2 separate regions of the Mus musculus genome follow, and region 1 is linked to region 2. Evidence: chromatin contacts called from public Hi-C data. All regions are on one chromosome and are shown on one strand. The core of a region is the stretch at or near the end of the contact, and the rest is flanking DNA. Distances in the headings are between cores, read along the strand shown.

Evidence for each region. A called contact is a pair of places that touch in the nucleus more often than the background predicts.
Region 1: a contact with region 2 is called in a Hi-C map of uterus, with 4 times the contacts expected there. The contact joins two enhancer-like sites. A contact is called at or near these places in 4 of 484 Hi-C or Micro-C datasets (embryonic fibroblasts, liver, stem cell-derived neural stem cells and 1 more), 1 of 115 datasets of contacts at active chromatin or transcription factors (kidney) and 3 of 9 other capture datasets (adipose tissue, macrophages and pancreatic islet).

The regions. Positions count from the first base shown.
Region 1 is chr5:25,247,079-25,251,934 of GRCm38.p6, reverse strand. Galnt11 (polypeptide N-acetylgalactosaminyltransferase 11) reads right to left here. Exons shown (of 12, transcript NM_144908.4): 2 at 4,149-4,481; 3 at 2,976-3,099; 4 at 1,682-1,848. The coding sequence starts at 4,443. Among named protein-coding and RNA genes, the nearest start is that of Galnt11, 27 kb to the right of the region's middle. Within about 2 kb of position 1,629, at least 6 of the 459 cell types and tissues checked have an H3K27ac peak or open chromatin away from gene starts, as enhancers often do. A contact at or near this core is called in uterus, where this site is marked.
Region 2 is chr5:25,027,894-25,032,800 of GRCm38.p6, reverse strand. Prkag2 (protein kinase, AMP-activated, gamma 2 non-catalytic subunit) reads left to right here. Exons shown (of 16, transcript NM_145401.2): 2 at 4,265-4,336. Among named protein-coding and RNA genes, the nearest start is that of 1500035N22Rik, 45 kb to the right of the region's middle. Within about 2 kb of position 2,295, at least 84 of the 459 cell types and tissues checked have an H3K27ac peak or open chromatin away from gene starts, as enhancers often do. A contact at or near this core is called in uterus, where this site is marked.

The DNA.
Region 1 (4,856 bases), core at 380-2,879, 220 kb before region 2:
ACACATGATCAAAGAAATGTGTTAGATGGCCTCACTATAAAGCATCCTAGTCCCCTCTGTGGAAGAGAAACCAGGAGCAAAGCTGGAGCCCAGCCATGAGGAACTGCAGCCTTAGACGTATATTTCCATAGAAAATGTTTGAAATGAAGTCAAATGTGAAGGTTCTTGCCTGCAATCCCAGCACTCAAGGCTGAGACAGGAGGACTGTTGTAAGTTCAAGTGCCCTGAAAGCCACTTGAGGCCAACCTAGACTATAAAAAAGATGTTCTTGTCTTTACAAGCTGAGTGTGCTGGTACACACCTTTAACCCTTGTACTAGGGTTGCAGAGGCAGGCAGATCTCTGTAAGTTCAAGGCCAGCCTGGTCTGTGTGGCAAATTCTAGGACAGCCAGGACTATAAAAAGAGACCCTGCCTCAAAACCCAAAACAAACAAAAATGGTAAGTTTTGGTGTCTATGAACTTTTCTAAAATTTTGCCCATAAAGTTTCTCTATTTACCCAGGTCTCATGAGTGCTGTGCTCGCTCATCAGCCCCTAAGTGTACAGCTCTGCTAGTGCTGTAGACGGTCCAATGATGCTGAGTACATGGAAAATGCCTCTCTGGGCCACCCATCACTGTGCCTGCAGTGCTGTGCTAAAGGGAAACAGCTGGAAGCCAGGCGACTAGGCATAATCTTAACTCTACTATTCAAATTAGGTTCTGGGAAGTCTCTTTCTTTCATTCGTTCTTTCCTTCTTTTCTTCTTTTGTTTGTTTTATTTGTTTTTGAGACAGGGTTTCTCTGTGTAGCCCTGGCTGTCCTGGAACTTAGTAGACCAGGCTGGCCCTGAACTGAGAGATGTGCCTGCCTCTGCCTCCAGAGTGCTGGGATTAAAGGTATGTACCACTACACCCAGCTAGGTCACTTATTTTTGTATCTCCGTCTCTGTAAAAATGGATCCCACCCACCTTGAAGGAAGCTGAGAGCTAAACAGGGGTAAAACAGTATAAAACTTTTCTTTGCAAAAATCTACAGTTAAAAAAAAGATGCCTAAAATACATAGTGAGTCTCAGAAAACTGGCATTCAGGTAACATCTAATAGCTTTCTGAATGCTGCTCACTCTAGTCTGGAAATAACTGGTGTAGCAGACTTACTCTACAGTGTGGTTTACCACACTGTACCATGTCAAAAGTGCCAATCTGAAAAGGGGACAACCTGCATATCCATTTGCATCACACTTTTGAAATGACAAAAATCAGAGGTTACCAGATGCCAGGGAAGGATTTCAGGGGCACAAAGGCAGAGTACAGCTCTAAGGGGAGTACCAGGGGCTGCTGGGCGGTGCAGTGTATTTCTCAGGGCTGTGCTGGTGCTAACAGCACTCATGAAAGATAAACTGTCACTTGTCCACTATGGAGCTCTGCTTTTTACACTGTACTCTAAGTAGGAAACACAACCAACACGGGAAACTGGGTGAAGGGCAAGTGGAAGTCTTCTTAAGCTCCTATGAATTGGAGCTTCATTCATAATGGACATTTTTAAAGCAAACCAAAGGGAAATTCCCCCAGGGCATATTTGAATAACACTGTAGACAGATTACAAAATCATCCTATAGCAATGGATAGACTGTAGCCCAGCTGTCGCTTCATCACACAGTGAGTAAGAGCCCATGAACGGTGACCATTCCTAGCATCACTTACCAAAGTCACTGCTGTCATCCACAAGGATGATCTCATGAAGAAGGTGGGCCGGTGTGCGGTCCACAACACTGTGCACAGTCCGCAGTAAGGCAGAAAAGGCTTCATTGTAGAAACAGATGACAATGCTAGCAGTTGGCAGGTCAGTCGGGTAGGACTTCCTCCTACACCTTTAACAATCAAAACAAGAAAAGCTGGTATTTTATGAAGCAAATGTCTTAGGTAATTTCTTGCTACCTTGTTCAGCTTCTATCTTACATTATAGTGACGTTTAAGCATTTAGAAAGCACTGGTTTACTCTTTGCTTTACATTATGTTAATGATTTTACCTTTAGGCGTGGTTTCTTCCTTTGGGTGGAGAAGTTAATGAGGTGGTGAAGTCACTGCCTGTGCAGTGCTAGGTTAGTGCAGCCTCTCAATGAGGTTTTACAATGGAAACACAGTAAGAAAACGTTGTCTTCAACAAAATTTTTAGTTTTTACCCAATAGTGTAAAAAGGATTTAAGAAAACTGAATTCTTAGACGATATAAGAGCTTTCATGGACATAGTAACTTCTTGATAAGTGGCTTTGACCAACAACAGTTATCAACTTAAAGAATAAACTCCAGTCTAGCAATGGTGGTGCACACCTTTAATCCTAGCACTCAGGAGACAGAGGCAGGTAGATCTCTGAGTTCCAGGCTAGTCTGGTCTACAGAGCAAGTGTTGGGGTATACTGTGTGAAATTGTCTCTGTCCTTCCTAACCTATCCAAAGCATTCTCTGATTGACTTTAATAAAAAGCCAATAATAATGGCCAATTAGCTGGGCAGGAAGTAGAAGTCGGAACTTCCTAAGAGAGAGACAGGAGCTCTAAGAATAAGAAGGAAGGCCTTTTGCCAGGAGGCACACGGGAGAAGTAGAAGTCGGAACTTCCTAAGAGAGAGACTGGAGCTCTAAGAATAAGAAGGAAGGCCTTTTGCCAGGAGGCACACGGGAGAAGATGGGCATAACCACAGCCTGGAAGGCACAGCCACATGGCTGGATGGAGCTAGGCTCCGCTTAGCTGAGGTGAGCTAGCTGAATGTCTGTCTGCCCAGCTAAGGCCCAACGCTTGGAAATATTAAAAGGTCTCTGTGTGGTTACTTGGGGGAAAAGCTGGTCAAGAACTAATTGCTGCCATATTAATCTCCAGTATTAATATATACAGAAAAATAATAATCTTAATCTACTAGAAAAACCAAGGCTACACAGAGAAACCCTGTCTCCAAAACTGAAGAAGAAAAAGATTTAGAAAGGGAAGAAATAAGGAGCGTACTCTGCATTCCTGGTGTCCGGCACGTCTCTGTGGTATCCCAAGCGGTTACTAATGAGCATATTAAAGGCGTGCTTCTGGTAGCCCAGGTCTCTCAATTCCTGATCACGTTCATTGAAAATCATACCTGAAAGAGAGTGAAGTTACTCTGAAAAAAGATGATCACACCACCCACTGCGATACGATGGTCTCCCCAGAGCCTTGGCTTCACCATTATCATCACACTACACAACCACAGTTTTCAACTTGACTGTAGGTTCAGGCTTTAAATGAGTAAGCTGAGGCCAACATCAGATACTTATCAATCTAATGCACACCAAGTGTGCCTGAACCCTGAATACCTGCTCAAACCATTACGCTAAGAACATTGTATGCGTTGACACACATACCTTTAACCCCAGCACTCAGACAGAGGCAGGTAGATTACTCTCCTGGACCACAGGGTGAGTTCCAGGCCAGCTAGGTATACATAGACCCTATCGCAAAAAAAAAAAAAAAAAAAAAAGTGGGGAGCGTGGTAGCGCACGCCTTTAATCCCGGCACTTGGGAGGCAGAGGCAGGCGGATTTCTGAGTTCGAGGCCAGCCTGGTCTACAGAGTGAGTTCCAGGACAGCCAGGGCTGCACAGACAAACCATGTCTCAAAAAAAAAAAAAAAATCCAAGTAAATGAATTAACAAAAATGAATTAACATCTTATTACAATCACAAGACAAATTTATCTGTGACCGGAGGAAAAATACTGAAAATGTTCCATAAAAGCAATAGATTATTTCATCCCAATTAACCACAGTAGTCTCCAGTTTTATACCCATGCCCCACAAAAATTTACACATAAGCTTTTATATAAAAAGGGTTCCTATGGCAGGCAGTGGTAGCCCATACCTTTAATTCCAGCAGTGGGGAGGCAGAAGCAGGCAGGATCTCTGAGTTTGAGACCAATCTGGTCTACAGAGTAAGTTCCAGGACTGCCAGGGCTGCACAGAGAAACCCCAACTCAAAAAACTGGGGTGTGGGGTTGGGGGGGTCGCCTATGATCTCTGGGTTCAGAGCTCAACCATCTTCCCTGTCAGCAGCTCCAGTACAGATTTAATTACAACTCTGTTACTTATGGGAACAATGGCACACTTCTAGTCTTAGGTGTCACACAATTTAAAAAGTACAGACCTGATTACTTACCTAGTTCAGAGGAAGATTTTGAGAGGCCTTTATCTGGATCTTCAATGTGATTATTCATCAAACGGTCGATTCTGTTTGCTTTGAACTGTGGATCTAATACCCGACCTGGACCTCGAGTGAAACGTGGGTAGAATTTTTTGGGAAATGGCCCGTGGGGCCCAGACCCCTTGATGGGCACATTCCTAAGGGGCTGAGTCACTTCACTGAAGTTAAAATAAATGAAAAGCAGAACTGTCCAGGTAGCAGATGTAAAAAGGCACCCATAACAAAAATATCGAACTGTGATGCTTCCCATTATAGACCTAGCATAGCTCAAAGGCCATTTTCAGTTTCCTAAAAAAGAAAGATAGCCATGTTAGACCTAGAACACTCCTCAATCAGCTACTGAATGCACTCACCGATTCCCAAACCACCCTACCCATTGTTAACAGAGATTTAAAAAATACAGAATGTGTTAACATTTAGAAGAACAAAATAGCTGACATGTTTGCCTGCTGGTTAATGAACACTCCTTCCCCTTTGCTCTGGGCTGCTTTCAGTCTGGTCACTGTTTTGAGCTCTAACTTTCAGGAAGGGAGTACAAGTACTGCATGTCCCATCGCAGGCCATGTATTCAAGACAGCAGGAATGTTGTCTCGTGTCTATAGCCCCAGCACTTGAGAGGCTGAGGCAAGATGACACTCTGAGTTCCTGGTCTACAACCAGTGG
Region 2 (4,907 bases), core at 1,046-3,545:
GTTAGGAGATTTTTGCATTTTGCATTTTCTTTGACTATTGTGTCAATGTTTTCTATGGTATCTTCTGCACCTGAGATTCTCTCTTCTATCTCTTGTATTCTGTTGATGATGCTTGCATCTATGACTCCTAATTTCTTTCCTAGGTTTTCTATCTCCAGGGTTGTCTCCCTTTGTGATTTCTTTATTGTTTCTATTTCCATTCTTAGATGCTGGATGGTTTTGTTTAATTGCTTCACCTGTTTGGTTGTGTTTTCCTGTAATTCTTTAAGGGATTTGTGTGTGTGTGTGTGTGTGTGTGTGTGTTTCATCTTTAAGGGCTTCTACCTGTTTACCTGTGTTCTCCTGTATTTCCTTAAGGGAATTACTTATGTCCTTCTTAATGTCCTCTATCATCATCATGAGATGTGATTTTAAATCAGAGCCTTGGTTTTCCAGTGTTTTGGGGCATCCAGGGCTTGCTGTAATGGGAGAACTGGGTTCTAATGATGCCAAGTAGCCTTGGTTTTTGTTTGTTTGTTTGTTTGTTTGTTTTGTTTTTGTTTTTCGAGACAGGGTTTCTCTGTATAGCCCTGGCTGTCCTGGAACTCACTTTGTAGACCAGGCTGGCCTTGCTGGCCTCAAACTCAGAAATCCGCCTGCCTCTGCCTCCCAAGTGCTGGGATTAAAGTTGTGTGCCACCACCGCCCGGTATAGCCTTGGTTTCTCTTGCTTAGGTTCTTGCCCTTGCCTCTCACCAGCTGGTTATCTGTGGTGTTAGCTGGTCTTGCTGTCTCTGACAATGGCGTGTCCCTCCTATAAGCCTGTGTGTCAGCACTCCTGGGAGACCAGCTCTCTCCCAGCAGGATTTGGGTATGGAGAGCTTGGCACAGGGTCAGCTCCAGGGCACAGACAGAAACTGGAAGCTGATGTACTCTTCTTAAAGCCTTGAGGACCGGTGCTAACTGTAGTAAGCCAGCAACAGACAGACTGTGTCTACTTCCCTTCTGCAGACCTCAGAGTTGTCAGACTCACAGAGATGACACAGGGTGCTGCCACCAGGGTTCGGGAGGGAGGCTGAAGAGTGTCTTCTCAGAGAGATAAAAAGTGTCTGGAAATAGATTCTGTTTTGATCAGTCTGCGCCCTGCCCTCAGTCACTCCATACTGTGCAGAGCAATGGTTTTCAGGCAGTGCCTCATGCAGAGAGAGAGAGAGACTCCATTTTACATGCTGCCATTGACTCCAGTTTACAGAGGGTTGAAAATGACTCTGCAACTTGTTAGGCATGTAAACAACACCATCTGCCCCGTACCACCCACGGCACAGACTGTTAAATGGCATATTCCCAAAGTAAAAGAGATAACCACCCTCACGATTCATCAGAGTAAATTGAGTCCACTTTAGCACATGAGGGTATTAAAACTATATCGGGAAAACCAAGCATAAGAACTTACCTAACACATTATGCTGAGACAAGGGTGTGACCTCCTCACCCTCACCCATCCGCCGAGAGGGATATGTTCCCTCTAGCCTGTCATCTGACCAGATGATCTGACATGAGCCTCTGGGCATTTCATTTGAGCAACTGTGTGTGCGCATGCGTGCGCGCGTCTGTGTGTGTGTGTGTGTGTGTGTGTGTGTGTGTGTGTGTACGTACAATAGACAGAGAACTCCCAACTGTCCCATACTCACATGTCCATGTGTGTGTGTATATGTGTACGAACCTGTGTATACATGTGTGTGCACTCATAGAGATAGAGGGAGAGAGAGAGAGAGAGAGAACGCATGTGAATGAGTGCATGAGGCAGGAGCTTTGACAACAAGGAGCTGGCGTGAGGCAGGAGCAAGAAACAGTCACATCTTGAACCACAAACACGAGGCAGAGAGAGCTACTTGAAATGGCAGGCAGTCTTAAACTCTCAAAGCCATCCCCAGTAACACACTTCCCCAGCAAGGTCATACCTCCTGTCTCCCAAAGAGCACCAGCAACTTAGCATCAAGTGTTCAAATACATGAGCCTCTGGGCATTTCATTTGAGCAACTCTCTGTGTGTGTGTGTGTGTGTGTGTGTGTGTGTGTGTGTGTGTGTGTGTGTGTACAATAGGCAGAGAACTCCCAACTGTCCCAGCTGTCTGAGACTTTAGCTTAATGTGGTCTCAGCTCTGATAAAGTCAACTCGAATCTGTTGTCCATCAGTCTACCCATCTGTCTGTCTGGAACTAGTTCTGTAGTTTGCCTCTGTCACCCCTGTGACCAGCAAGTATCTCACACCTCATTTCTGCAGCATGACTCAACTCTGACTCTGTGGCCTGGCTGGGCTTGCAAACGCTGGGCTCTGACTGGGTTTGTATCTGACCCAGCGTCTTTCTCTGCCTCCCTCTGCATCCTTATCAGCCTCCCCCTTCTGCTTTTCCTCAAGGCCTCTTTGGAACTCCTTGAACTCTGTTGGCCTCCTGAACCCTTCAGAGGCTTTCTGTCACCTACACTATATGTACACACAGATGTATTTACTGTGTGATTTGGAATGTGTGAACTGAGAGCTAATATTAGCAGTTAAGGTTGGAATAAATGAACCTTGTGTGTGTTTGCCTCCGCCAACTATGTAGGAAAATAGGGACTAAGGACAAACTAGCCGAGGAAACTCTGTAGCTAGTGAATGAGTTGTTATTCAGTAATGTGGACTTTGTAGGAAAACATGATCATGTCTGCCTGTTTCTGACATAGCACAGTCATGACAGTTATAGTGGTGGAGGTAAAATCACATGAGTAACTTAGCAGCCACTGAATTATTTACAGAGGGTTAGCTTGAGGATGGGGATAGCTTAGTGGTACAACGCTTGCTTAGCATGTGTAAAACCCTGGGTTCATGCCGGCACCACACACACACACACACTCACACACACACACACACACACACAGAGAGAGAGAGAGAGAGAGAGAGAGAGAGAGAGAGAGAGAGCAGATGATAATTCTTATTGTTTATATTTTATTCCAATTATTTTTTGATAAACAACAATGGTGTGTTAAGGATGACGACTTTTATAGTCTCCAGGGTGGCCAGGTGGTCCCATCTGGTGTGCAGGCGTCTTCCAAGGCCAGTTGTGGGGCACAGGAAGAGCAGGGCTGGAGAGTCAGAGCAAAGCATCTGCCTTATTTCTGACTCGGTGACAAGCTACCCACTCCTCCCCATTCTGTTTTAGTCCCCTGTGGCAGTTAGTGTTAACTGTCAATTTGACTGGATCTTGATTAGATTAATTAAGGACCCATCTTAACTCTGTGCAGACCATTCCCTGGGTGGGTATTCTGAACTGGGTCTAAAATTATGAAAGTGAGTTGAGCAGAAACTTGCATCTTGTGACCTCTGGTCCTGATTATGGGTGTGAGGGACCAGCTGCTTCAAGCTCCTGCTGTCTCGGCTTCCCTGGTAGACTGTACCCAAATTGTGAGCCAAGAGAAGTGCCTTCTCCATACAGGTGCTTTGATCTGGGCATCTAATCCCAGCAATAGGAAAAGAAGCCAATGCAAGCCCTCCCCATCATCTCCACCTCTGCCATCAAGCTTTATCTATTGCTCCAGCACCACCCTCCACAAGTGTGGTCATCTTTACAGAAGACACACTTCCTTGGACCATTCAAAGAGGCCTCAGGTTTCAAGTCAGGAGGAAAAGTCCCATCTACCAGCCATTGCCCAGTCATCCCCAGAGCCAGTGCTTTCACCCTGCCTGCCTTGACCCCGGATCTTTCCATTCCCTTGGCTTGTGGCTTTGCCTAATGTCTTCCTTGCTGGGGGTGTGAGTGGCTGCTGTTGGACATTTGGCTTGACGTTCTGAAAGGGAATGGAGATATAGGTGAGCATCCCCATGTTGCGGGAGTTGTTAGGGCTGGTGGCTGGGCCTGGCATCCCTACCTAGGCTCACACTTCGTATACCAGCTGAATAGACAAGCCATAGTGGAAAGCAGGAAAGTCTTCGTTCAGTGTGCCATGTTACAAAGAGGAACAAGGGGGCTCAGTGGTCCCCTTACCCTCTAAGGCCGTCTTCTGAGCCTTGGCAGGAGACTCAAGATTTCAATACAGGGCCAGAGGTTCAAGTCTCAGTTCCACTGTTTCCATAGTCTGGTAGCCAGAGGGAGGGACACAGCGTCTCTGTAGACCACTTCATTCCTCCCAGTATCCTTACAAGTGTGTGGACCCTAGGAGGCCTGTCAGAGAGGGAGGTGGGTCCCTCCCAGAGCATGCACACGTGCCCCGTGGGCCATGGCTTTGACTGTGTGCTCTCTTACCCCCCAGGACCTGAGTTCCTTTGCCATGCCGCTCCTGGATGGAGATGTGGAGAATTCAGAAAAGCATTCATCTCGGAAGGTAAGACCTCCCTTTGCAAAGCTTCTCACGACCCCACCTGAGAAGCCCCCAAAGCAGGCAGAGTCCGAGACACCCTTCCAAGTTTACGTGTTTGGGGCTCACACCAGCATGTGGGGTGGCTGTGGCTGAGCCAGCCTGAGCCAGTGCCCCTCACAGGGTGATTAATGCCTCCTGTGTTGCTGGCTGCTTCAAGGCTATTAGCCATACAGGGCCAGGCAAAGAGTCAGGTTGTGGCAGGTGAGGGGTCACAGTGGCCATCAGAGGGGGTCAAGGCAGCCTGCAGGTTTCCCCTGCAGTTGGGAAGTGGCATCCTAGCAACCACTGACCCAAGTGCAAAAATTTTGGTGGGTAGGGGGTGCAGCATCTCAGAGTGGCTGCCCAGCGCTCTCCAGCCTGGATTAGGGTAGGAGTTCCCATCCTGGAAAAAGGGAGTCTATTCTCATTTGATGCCCAGCATTTGAATCGCATACAATTGAATCAACAAATTGGTTTAGACCCATGAGGCTCACTTGGCAGTCAGTCCCCTGCCCTGCCCTGCCCTACCCAAACAACCTTATTAGCAGTTATTGTG